Regions from separate parts of the Oryctolagus cuniculus genome. Here region 1 is linked to region 2. The links are chromatin contacts, called in public Hi-C maps. All regions are on one chromosome and are shown on one strand. Each heading gives the region's core, a stretch centred on a gene start, on an enhancer-like site or on the middle of the called end of the contact. The rest is flanking DNA. Distances are from core to core; before and after follow the strand shown. Region 1 overlaps RAD51B (RAD51 paralog B). Region 2 overlaps RAD51B (RAD51 paralog B).

Region 1 (5,824 bases), core at 577-3,076, 98 kb after region 2:
TATTGGGTTTGATACCCAGCTCCAATCCTTTTTTTGTTGTTGTTAAAGATTTATTTATTTATTTATCTAAAAGAGCTATAGAGAGAGAAGGAGAGACAGAGATATCTTCCATTTGCTGGTTCACTCTCCAGCCCACATGGCCACAACAGCCAGGGCTGGGGAAGGCCAAAGCAAGGAGCCAGGAGCTTCATCTGGGTGTCCCACATGGATAGAGGGACCCAAACACTTGGGCCATTCTCCACTGCTTTTCCCAGGCCATTAGCGGGGAGCTGGATTGGAAGTGGAGCAGCTGGGACACGAACCAGAGCCCATATGCTGGTACTGCAAGTGGCAGCTTTACCTACTATGCCACATTGTGGGTCCCCCAGCTCCGCTCCTGATTCCAGTTTCCTGGTAGTACAGACCCTAAGAGGAGTGGTGATGGCTCAAGCTGTCATGTCCCTGCCACCTCTGTGGGAAGGAGATTGTATTGTAGAGGTTAGATTCCTGTCTCCTGGCTTTGACCTATGCCAAGTCCCGGTCTCAGCCAAGTCCCGGTCTCAGCCCAGTCCCAGTCCAGGCTATTGGGGAATGAACTAGTGGATACGAGCTCTCTCTGTGTCTCTGCTTTGCAAATAAATTAAAAAGTTTTTTTTTTTTTTTTTTTTTTTTTTTTAAGAAACCATCTTTAAAACAAAGTGAACAGAGAGAGAACGAAAACTATGGGTTTCCACTTACCAGAGACAATAAATCCCTCTACCACCCATTCTGTTCAGAATTCTGCTAGTGTTAGGAAATTTCAAAGTATAACCATAAAACAAGCAAGTATCTTTTGTACTGAATTTGAAAAGAATGAGGAAAGGAAAAATAAAGAGGAAAGAGCATCATCTGTCACACCATCACCCCGAGAGAATGACTGCTTTTTCGTATAATTCTGTCTAATCTTTCCCATGTCTTTGACGTCCTTGAACTCCTATGATGACTAAACTCTTCCTTGGGCTGCTGCTGTTTTCATCAACTAGTACTTTACGTAATCATTTTGAGAATTCTAATACACCAGTCACTGTGTTAACTATTTAACAAATATGAAAGTACTTGAGAAAGTTCATGGAAATGGAGCTAAATGTAAGTTTATTTTGCTGTGAACACTTTTGGAATGCACCCATGCGAGAGGTCTCTCCAAAATGTATGGCGAATGTGTGTTATGAAACTCTATGTGTGGGTGAGGGTGAATATTCTTTAAGTGGGCTTCAATGTATGAATGGAATGGAGACCACAGTGAAGAAAACCAGAAAGCTTGAGTGTGGGCTCTCTCGTGTTTGCTCTGTCTTCTTGAGGTTTTATTTTGGAGGGAAGAAAGAGGAACTTGACCTCTTTAAAGAATGAACTATTTTTAATTGAAATTTTATCTGCAGCATTTAGTGTGTCAACAAGTTTGAAACAGTGAAGTCTTATCAGAGGAAAGTCTGCTTTGAAAATGATATGGAAATATTTGTTGGGTGTTCACTCCTCCAACGCCTAGATGAAATATACAAGGGAGTGACTGAATTTTACAATATTTAGATAGCTACACCGTGAGTAATCAAAACATTCTTTAGGTGCTTAATAAGAGGTTAAGATCAGCCTACCCAGAGCTCATATGATAGCACTGGACCCGGAATCAGTGGCTTGGAGACTTTGATAGTGTTAGAGGCCCAGGACCAGGCCAGCTCTTCCCTGTAAAGATGCCAGGACACAATGGAGGGAGCAGAGTTTGTACTGACACCTGCCCAGGAAAACCCATTCAACTAAGGGCCCCAACGCGTCCACCAGCCCCAGAGCGTCTCCCCCAGACCTCCTCTGAGTCACTCCTTGCCTGTCCTTCACCTTCTAGGTTCCAAGCGTCCAGCTTCCCTCCAGGCAGGCAATTGGTGGTGGCTCCAGGGTGGGTCCCAGGCCTCCTTGGAACTGCTATAAAGATTCTGAGATTTTATAGCAAGAGTTGCCAAACAATCCTTCAACATACCTCTTGGTTTTGCCCTTGTGTGTCCATTGCCATGGCAAGATTCCAATCCAGGCCTTTGTGACTGTCAGCCTGCTAATCCGCCCCCTTGCTTCTTCCTCCATGCCTCATCCTCTTACATGCCATCTCCAGCTTTGTCTTTCTAAAGTGTTTTCCTCCTGTCACTCTCCTACTGGAGAATGCCTTGAGAATGGAGACTGCATTTCTCAGCTAGTCCTTCAGGGGCCTCTGTGATTTGCCTGCACCCTGCTGGTACACTTTAGCATGAAATTCCTTTGGGCATGTATTTCTACTTGTATACCTTTAATTGTAGTTTCTCACAGGTCTAGAGAATCCTTGCTTTTTAATTATTCAAAGCATTCTAGCCCTCAAGTCCTCTTTATCCTGTCGCATAATCCTGATTCCGTCCAACTAGGTCTTTCCTTTCTCAGTACTTCCCCCGAAAGACAGTAAGACAGCATCATACAGATGAAGCCATGATTTCATGGAACCTATTTTCTCAACTGCATTACAAACTGTCATCACAGAGGCCATCACAGTAAGGCCAGTACCCTTCAAAAACTGATTCCTTTGGCTGGCATTGTGGGGTAGTAGAATGCTGACATCCCATGTGGGTGCCGGTTTGTGTCCTGGTGGCTCCACTTCTGACCCAACTCCCCGCTAATGTGCCTGGGGAAAAGCAGCAGCAGATGGCCCAAGTGTTTGGGTCCTGAAACGCATGTGGGAGACCTTGATGAAGCTCCTGGTTCCTGGCTTCGACCTGGTCCAGCCCAGGCTTTGGGGCCATCTAGGGAGTGAACCAGCAAATGGAAGATATCTCTCTTTCTCTCTCCCTCTTTCTCCATAACTCTGACTTTTTTGAGTGTCCCTATAAAAAATGCAAATTTTTTTTGAGAAGAAATTTACCTTCCATCTCCTTCCTCACTTTCCACCATCTCTTTAGGCATACCCATGAACAAGCTGTGTGTCTCTCTAAATATTTACCAGGCCCATTGAGTCATAGATAAGTATACCATAGTTAGTGATATAAATGAGAAGGGAGTGTATTTTTCTATTAAAATCCTTCCAAGAGAATGCTTATGGCAACTGTAGGAAAAATATTTTTTAAAGATTTATTTATTTGAAAGAGTTACAGAGAGGCAGAGGCAGAGAGAAAGAGAAATCTTCCATCCCCTGATTCACTCCCCAAATGGCTGCAACAGCGGAAGCTGGGTTGATCTGAAGCCAGGAGCCGGGAGCTTCTGGGTCTCCCATCTGAATGTGGGGTCCTAAGGACTTGGACCATTTTCCACTGCTTTCCCAGGCCACAGCAGAGAGCTTGATTGGAAGTAGAGCAGTCGGGTCTCAAACAGGCACCCATATGGGATGCCTGTACTACAGGGAGCAGCCTTACCCATTATGCCACAGTGCCAGCCCTTGTAGGAGAAATATTAACAAGGGAAGGGAATTAAGTAGAAAAAATTTGATTAGAAGTTGAATTATCAAATATATATATTTGCAAATATATTTACAAGTAAATATTTATATATATAAATAGCTTTTCTCTGCACCATTAAATAACCAGCAGTAAACAGAAAGAATAACTGTCTCCTTCACAGTTGCCAAAAATCTTTGAAATATTTAAGAGTAAGCTAAAAGGAAGCTGTTGCCAGACTTCTAGAATCCCAGTTTTCTTAAAAAGTAGATAAAGTAATGTTAAGGTTTATATAGAAAAATTAAAGCATAAAAATACCCAAGAAATTTATGAAAAAGGAGATCTGCTTTTTAAATTTAAATAAAAATACATATTGAACATTTTCTCTGTCCTACTAAGTTCTTCTTCAACATGATTTTTAATGGCTATATGATATTTAAACAAATTTGCCATCATTTATTTCAGTGTCATTTTTTGAAATTTAGGTTGTTTCCTCCTTTTCAGTACTTTTTTTTTTTTTTCTTTGCTATCAAAGGTGTGCTATAGGGAATGTTCTCATGGGTAAATTCTTATGCACAGCCTTGATTATTTTGGCAGATAAACACCTAGAAGTGAAGTTGCTAGATGAATTTTCACATTTTGAATAGTTTCTTTAAAAACATTTTATTTATTTTGAAAGGCAAAGTTGGAGAGGAGAGAAAGAGAGAGAGAAAGAGAGAGGAAGAGACAGAAATCTTCCATCCGCTGATTCACTCCCCAAATGGCCACAATGGCTGAGGCTGGGCCATGCTGAAGCCAGGTGTCAGGAGCTACTTCTGGGTCTCCCGTGTGGGTACAGGGGCCCAAGCACTCAGGCCATCCTCCGCTTCTTTCCCGGACACATTAGCAGGGAGCTGGATCAGAAGTGGAGCAGCCGGGACTCTAATTTTCACATTTTTAAGACTTTACCACAAGAGTGCTCTCTCCTGCACTTTGCTCATAATGTGAGACTTTGTTATTTTAGTTACTAATGGAATTTTTCTTTACTGGAGAGAGTGAACAGGGTTTTCAAGTTGATTTGATATTTAATCATGTATTTTTCTTTTCTGGTAGCTCAGTGTTTCTTTAGAGTAACGTAAAGGGAGTCAACTTAATAGCTTACAAAATTAAGAAGGAAACTGCTAAGGTTTAATGCATTTTTAAGGTGTAAATGGTACACACAGGTAGGCAAGTTACATGAGATGAACAAATTAAGATTCCGATTTTGTTGAAGATGACCGGCAGATCTGGGTTCTCCTCATCTCACTCTGCTTCAGCCTCTAGGGAAATTAGAACGTTAACTATCACATATATTAGTTGTCCCATCTTAAGGAAATAAGTCACGAGCAGCATTTTGACATCTGGAACATCCTATACCAGAAATCTCTCAAATTAACATTTCTTCTTAGGTCCAGCGTGGATGCTATTAATCAACAATAATAGTAATAACTAACATTTCCTGTGTCTAATATATACTATGTGTTAGGTGCTGTGCTCTGTACCTGAAATGGAATATTACATTTTTTTAGCCGATGAGGACGCTCACCTGCTATGCCGTCAAGTGAGAGGATGGAACCCAGGAGTCGGCCTCATTACTGCCAATTATAGTCTTTCCTTCAGCCCAGCCTTTGTTTCCCTACTCTTGACTCTTTTGCCTTATCACCTTTTGTCACTTACTCTGTTTCTGTGTTGGCACCTTCCTTTTATGTCTCCCTGCCATGACTTATGTTACAAGGATAGCAAACTGCTATTTATGCCTTATCTTGTTGCCCGTTAGTGTTTCAGGTAGCCATATTTGTGTTTAACATGCATAAGCTTGATCTGCATCTTCTGAAAAAGAGAATAAGTTCTGCTGCCCATTTAGTTGGAAAGAATAATTACTTCTCTTGATGTTTGATTGAGCTGTGGGCTTTGTGTTTTAAATGTTGATTAGTTCTCTAATAAAACAGTCCTTTCAGAACTGGGAAGCTGGAGGAATAGTTCTTAGACCTTTAGAATACAGGTTCTTTTTTCTTGAGTGGGTCCTTGAGTTAGTTTTCTAATCTGTAGTCTCCTTTCCTACTTATCTGCATCATGGGTGGTTAAATCATTCACTTGAAATATAAGGTTTATTCATTTGTCCTTGTTGATATTTATTTTTTATAGCATTTACTCCCATCCTTGTTGACTGTGTGTGTTTAAAACATCAACAATTTTGCAAAAATCAGAACTGTACAATAAAGTATACTTAATATAAGCCTTACCTCTCTCATTCTTTTCCATTCTCGTCCCTACATTTTTTCCGCTTATGTCACCTCTAAGTATCCAGTCTCTTCAGTTTCTCTTTTCTCCTTCCTGTGTTTTTTTTTTTTCTAGATATTTATGTATTTTGGATTTGAGCATGTACTTATTGTGTTTATTATTTACACAAA
Region 2 (6,607 bases), core at 1,086-3,585:
TTTAAAAACAGACTCTGGATTCCAGTTCAGACACAGAGAATCAGAATCTCCAGAAGAGAGCCCAGGTATTTTTTAATAAGTTTTTGTCTGCATAAACCAATACTTTCTGAAAACAGATGCAACAAAAAGCCTAAAAGATAGAATAATGTTAGCATATATTGAAATAAAGTATGCTGTTGGGATTGTCTTATGCAGCTCTGATGGCAGACATGTGATTAATGATTTTGAACCTAATGATAGTAAGGAAGCTTGGTGTCATGGTTAAGAAATGGTTTCTAGAGCCAGAATGTTTGGTTGCTAACTGGCTGTGTTGACCTGCACAAAGAACTTAATAATCCCTCTTATCTGTAAAGTGGAGATGATACCAAAGCACCTTCCTCAGAAGTTTTTGTGAAGATTAAGTGAGACATTGAATGGAAAAGCACTCGACGACATCTTAGTGCTGCAGAAGGTTAAGCTTCTACTTGGGACGCCTGAATCCTGTATCAGAAGGCCAGTTTAAGTCCCAGCTACTGCACTCTGATCCAGCTTTCTGCTAAGGCATCTTGGAAGGGAGCAGATGAGAGCTCAACTGCTTGGGAAGCTGCCACTCACAAAGGAGACCAGAATTGAGTTTTGGCCCCTCCCTGGCTCTGGCCTGGTCCAGCCTTAGCTCTTGCAGGCATTTGGGGAGTGAATCAACAGATGGAAGATCTCTCTGTCTCTGTCTCTTTTCTTTTCAAGTAGATGGAAATAAATAAATAAACATTGAAAAGAGAAAACCACTTGGAACACCATTTGGCAATCAATAAAAGTTTGGTGGCAATCAGTAAAAGGCTCCAATAAAAGTTTACTATTATTATTAATGCCCCTCTAATGATAGAGGTAGACATTTTGTTCCCTATGGTGCTACTTTATGATGAATTCAGGCCTATTTTAGAAGAAAGGGAGAAGAAAACAGGCAAATGGCTGCTTAGATACACATGGAGTGAATATATATAATTTGTTTGTGTGAGTATGTGTGTGTATAGGTATTTACAACCAACTATATTGTGTAAAAACATATAATGATGAATGGGCATTTGGCCTAGCGGGTAAGACGTCTGCATCTCATATCAGAGTGCCTGGGTTCAGGGTCCATCTCCAGCTCCCAATTCCAGCTTCCAGGTAATGAGGACTCTAGGAAGCAACAGGTAATGACATACGTAGTTGGGTTATTGCTGGTCATGTTGGCAATCTGGGTTGAGTTCTCAGCTCCCAACTTCTAACAAACCTGGCCCCAGCCATTGTGGGCATTGAGGGGAGTGAACTAGTGGAATGGAAACTCTGCCTCTTAAAAAATAAATAAATAAAAATTTAAACATGTCTAATGGGAAAAAATGAACACTTTCTTCATTTTGTTGAAATAGGACTTTAAAGTGAGAGATTTAAAATTTGCTACATTTCTTATTTCTGCCGCACTCCGGGTTAAAACCAACAAGCGATAGGAACAACAGACACACTAGATGGCGCCTTAGACTTAGTTTTTATAGAAACCAGTACTAACTGGAAAAAGACAACTAAAGCACATTTTAATGAGTCTTTTTTTCTCACCATTAAAACAGTTTCATCTTAGAGTGTGTGCCTCTAAGAAATAAGAACTTTTTTGACAGAACTGGAGGAAAATTTCAGCAAAAATAAATATCCTACTTGCTAGGTTTGTGCTTGGAAAGTATTAGATGTGTTTTAAGCCACAAATGTATAAGGAAGTTATTTTCTTTGAAAACATTGCCTTATTTCTGAGTGTTTTTTCCCCTCTTTGTGTTTGTAATTTTAATATTTCTACTCTTTCAATCTTTTGTTGTTAGTTTCTAAAAATGTGGTTGTAAAGTTAATTTGAATCACATCAATTCCTATTGTCGTATTTTAAAACTTATCTGTTTGTATTAAAATATTAATTTAACAAGCCAATATTAAAGGATATCATGTGGATATTTCAAAAAGTTCATGGAAAATGGAATTAAAAATGAAGTTTTAGTATAAAAATTTTGAAATCCATGCATAATTTTTTTTAAAGTTTTTTTATTTATCTGAAAGAGTTACACAGAAAGAGAAGGAGAGGCAGAGAGAGAGAAAGGTCTTCCATCCACTGGCTCACTCCCAAACTGCTCAAAATGGCCAGAGCTACGCTGATCCAAAGCCAGGAGCCAGGAGTTTCTTCTGGGTCTCCCTTGCAGGTGCAGGGGCCCAAGGACTTGGGCCATCTTCCACTGCTTTCCCAGGCCATAGCAGAGAGCTGGATTGAAAGTGGAGCAGCTGGGACTCGAACTGTTGCCCATATTGGATGCCAGTACTGCAGGCGGTGACCCCACCCGCTACGTCACAGCACTGGCCCCTAATTTTTTCAAAATATCCAATTTCATAAACTTTTTGAAGTCTTCTTTAATAGTATTTTCTTTTTTTATAAAGTTTGTTTTTATTTATTTGAAAGGTAGAGTGACAGAGAGAGAGAGAGAGAGAGAGAGATCTTCCATCTGCTGGTTCATTCCTCAAGTGACTGAAAGTAGCCACGGTGGGGCCAGACTGGAAACCAGGAGCCAGGAACTCCATCTGAGTTTCCCTTGTGAGTAGCAGAAACTCATATACTTGAGCCATCATCTGCTGCCTTCCAGGGTGCACATTAGCGGGAAGCTGCATTGGAAGTGTAGTTGGAACTCAAACCCATACTCCAATATGGGATGTGGATATCCCAAGAGCAGATTAATTTGCTGTTCCACAGGGTCTGTCTTCTTGGAGTATTTCTGATACTACTGTACCTTGCTTCATGCACTTGGTCTTGTTTACTCTTGCTAAGAACTCTACAAAAATTGCATTCATTTTATCAGTAAATAAGCTATCGGATATTTAGTAACTTTCCAGCCTTATGTACTTAGTAGTATTTATGTACTTGACTGGTAGTTGCTGCAAGAGTTTCATCAATGTATTAAAATTATATTTTTTTGAGCACCTACCATGTTCCAGGCTTGCCAAGCACCAGGCAAACTATAGTGACTTAAAGTTGCCTGGGCCCCGCCTACATGGACTTTTTTTTTTTTTTTTTTTGACAGGCAGAGTGGACAGTGAGAGACAGAGAGAAAGGTCTTCCTTTTCCGTTGGGTCACCCTCCAGTGGCCGGCGCACCGTGCTGATCTGAAGCCAGGAGCCAAGTGCTTCTCTTGGTCTCCCATGGGGTACAGGGCCCAAGGACTTGGGCCATCCTCCACTGCACTCCCTGGCCACAGCAGAGAGCTGGCCTGAAAGAGGGGCAACTGGGACAGAATCCGGTGCCCCGACCGGGACTAGAACCCGGTGTGCCGGCGCTGCAAGGCGGAGGATTAGCCTATTGAGCCACGGTGCCGGCCGCCTACATGGACTTTTATAATTGAGAGATAAATTGACAGAGTTTTTTTTTGCAATCTACCGGTTTGGGAGTGGGACAAAAAAGATACACAGATGATTTTCATTGTTGGATAGACCAGGGAGACTTTTCACTACAGAAAGAATGATACCTAGCTATATTCCTGCATTAAAACATTTAATCAGATGTACTCATTGTAGCCAAAGGAGAGGCAGTCCTCCCTTCTCCCTGCAACACTGACAGTTAAATCATAAATCAACATTTAAAAACAATGTAAACTAAACTGTCTTCTAGATAAGAATCAGATAGAGTAAGGAAAATCTGGCTATGCTAGAATGTCAAAATTTTCCACTGATGAAGAGGTATTAAAATATCTAAAGCAAAGTGTTCATAGTGGGAGTCTAAGAAGTTAATATAATTTTTGCACAGTCTAAGACTTGGTGATTTCTAGATGGCTTCCCTAGTGCCATTTGTTGATACCCCTAATTGCCATGTGCCCTTTTTAACTTGGGACATTTAACATTTTTTCTTCAGTTGATTTTTCTTTAAAAGCTTAGATTTTCTTATCAAGTTGTATGCTATTGAAGGGTATGTGATGAGGAAACACAGAGCAGAGTTTGAAATTGAAGTCCTTGACTGGGCTACAGTAAGTCCATGGAGCTCCTAACATTTTGTGAAATTCATGTATGTATATGCTGTATTAATCCATCTTCAGTCAGCATAACAAAATACCTGACGCTGAGTAGTTTGTAAAGGAGTTTATTTAACTCAGGGATTTGGAAGTTGAAATTCTAAGATTGGGGGGCCCCATTACCCTCCCCCACTGGCGTGAATGTCTGTGGAAAAGGTCCCATGGCAATACAGGAAGCCAGGGAAAATCAGGGGCCAAGCTCACTCTTTGTAACAACCCACTCTTGTGGGAATTAACTGGGGTTCTGTAAGCCTCACTTGAACATCTTCCAAGGGTGATGCCTTCAGTGACCTAATTACCTACCAGTAGGCCCCACCTCGAAAGGTTCCAGCTTCTCCCAGCTCTACTACAGGGAGACCAAGCTTTCAGCACAGGTACCTCTAGAGGATTTGCAAAAACCATAGCATATGCTTAGTAGTATTTTTTTGGGAAGGAAGTCCATAACTTTTATAAGGTTCTTGATGCGTGTCATGACCCTTAAGATGTTAAGAATTGTTGTAATTAGGATTTTATCCAAAGAGATCTTCAAGATTTTGTATAGTTCAAGACCATGGTTAGAGAATTCTGTTCCCTAACAGGCATCTTGGAGAAGGAGGAATTGTTTTGGCTCCTTTCAAGAACTATAGTATTGGAATTCTGAGTGAATTTGGGATTTGAAAGTCTATGTTTAACAATAGAGCTTTGGAACTCTCAACTCTGAGTAGTATATAGTTTTGAGTTTAAGGATACCCTTTGGGAAATTTGAAAATGCTTCTTTCTAATTCAACCTTTTAGTTATAGGAATTATTATTTTTAGAAAATAAAATAGAAAGGAGTAGGAAAAGAGAAAAGTTATTATATTTTCTCAATGAAATAAACATAAAATAAACATAAAATAAAAATCAATTTATAAATCTTAAATCTAATAATTTTAAAAAGATTACAAAGAAGTCTTTGGTATGAGTATTTTGTATTAATAATACAAATTGATATGGTGCCTTTTCCCACCTGGACGTAGGTTGGCAGCTTGGGGAGTAGACATCCTCTGTCGTCCCTTGTCACCTGCCATATCTCAGTTTTGCATATTCTTTGCTGAAGAGTAGGATGGTTATAACTTAAGCTTGCAGCTATATAGTTCTGATTAAGCTATTAAAAATGGTTCCAGATAGAAGAAGGAAGAAGTAAAATTTGATATCTCAATTTGTTGTATTTAAGTCCCTTATTTTGACCTAGGTTGTGGTTTTTTGTTGTTGTTGTTGTTATGAAACAGTAGATCTTTTAATACTAGCCCTGTCACACATAGTATTAATACTTGCCAAATAGGATTATGGTGAGGACTACAAAAAATAGCAAACTGTTTCTTGCATGTCGAGAACGTCACAAGTACTTAATGATATTAACTTATCATCATTCACAACATCCATGTTATCTGGCCTCATGACTGAATGTACAGTGTTATTTATTTATTTATTTTTTGACAGGCAGAGTGGATAGTGAGAGAGAGAGAGAGACAAGAGAAAGGTCTTCCTTTTGCTGTTGGTTCACCCTCCAATGGCCACCATTGCTGGCATGCTGCGGCCGGCGCACGGCACTGATCCGATCTGAAGGCAGGAGCCAGGTGCTTCTCCTGGTCTCCCATGCGGGTGCAGGGCCCAAACACTTGGGCCATCCTCCACTGCACTCCCTGGCCACAGCAGAGAGCTGGCCTGGAAGAGGGGCAACTGGGACAGAATCCGGTGCCCCGACCAGGACTAGAACCCGGTGTGCCAGCGCTGCTAGGTGGAGGATTAGCCTATTGAGCCGCGGTGCCGGCAAGTGTTATGTATCAGTAATAAATGACCTAAAGACACAGACAAAAGGGAAGATCAAGTTGATTAGACCCTTGCTTAGCGGAGCAGATTATTTCAGAGGTTGGGAGATAGGTTTATGCAAGCATGTTCAGCTTTCATTCATGAATTGATTACAATATAAATAACTCTTCTGGGAGAAAAATACAGTAATGACATAGAATCAGTTGTAAGCCTCATGAGCACAGGGACTGTTTCTGTTTTGTGTACCTTGTATCGTTAGCTCCATTTAGTGTCTGGCCCATGGAAGATGTTCCATTAAATATTTGCCTTCATCCGTCCATGTTTTCTTCTCTATCTTCAGTGTAATTTGCTATGTTCTGCAGAAATATGTGTGTGTATATCCCTGTTTCAAAAGGGGGCTCTTATGAGGCCATCTGAGATTCAGTTCAGATTAGGGGACATTTTGACTTCTCTGGTCATAGAAACACCATCTTCCTATATTCTAGAATATACAATGCACTTTAAACATCTTTGGAATATAGTAAAAACTAATGATGGCCAGCACCGCAGCTCAATAGGCTAATCCTCTGCCTGCGGCGCCGGCACACCGGGTTCTAGTCCCGGTCGGGGCGCCAGATTCTGTCCCGATTGCCCCTCTTCCAGGCCAGCTCTCTGCTGTGGCCCGGGAGTGCAGTGGAGGATGGTCCAAGTGCTTGGGCCCTGCACCCCATGGGAGACCGGGAGAAGCACCTGGCTCCTGGCTTCAGATCAGTGCAGTGTGCCGCCACAGTG

Evidence for each region. A called contact is a pair of places that touch in the nucleus more often than the background predicts.
Region 1: a contact with region 2 is called in a Hi-C map of skin fibroblasts, with 2.6 times the contacts expected there. The contact joins two enhancer-like sites. A contact is called at or near these places in 4 of 6 Hi-C or Micro-C datasets (embryonic fibroblasts, liver, psoas muscle and 1 more).

What each region holds. Positions count from the first base shown.
Region 1 is chr20:13,919,400-13,925,223 of mOryCun1.1, forward strand. All of the region lies in intron 7 of RAD51B (RAD51 paralog B), which reads left to right. Among named protein-coding and RNA genes, the nearest start is that of RAD51B, 210 kb to the left of the region's middle. Within about 2 kb of position 1,827, at least 1 of the 8 cell types and tissues checked has an H3K27ac peak or open chromatin away from gene starts, as enhancers often do.
Region 2 is chr20:13,821,121-13,827,727 of mOryCun1.1, forward strand. All of the region lies in intron 7 of RAD51B (RAD51 paralog B), which reads left to right. Among named protein-coding and RNA genes, the nearest start is that of RAD51B, 110 kb to the left of the region's middle. Within about 2 kb of position 2,336, at least 1 of the 8 cell types and tissues checked has an H3K27ac peak or open chromatin away from gene starts, as enhancers often do.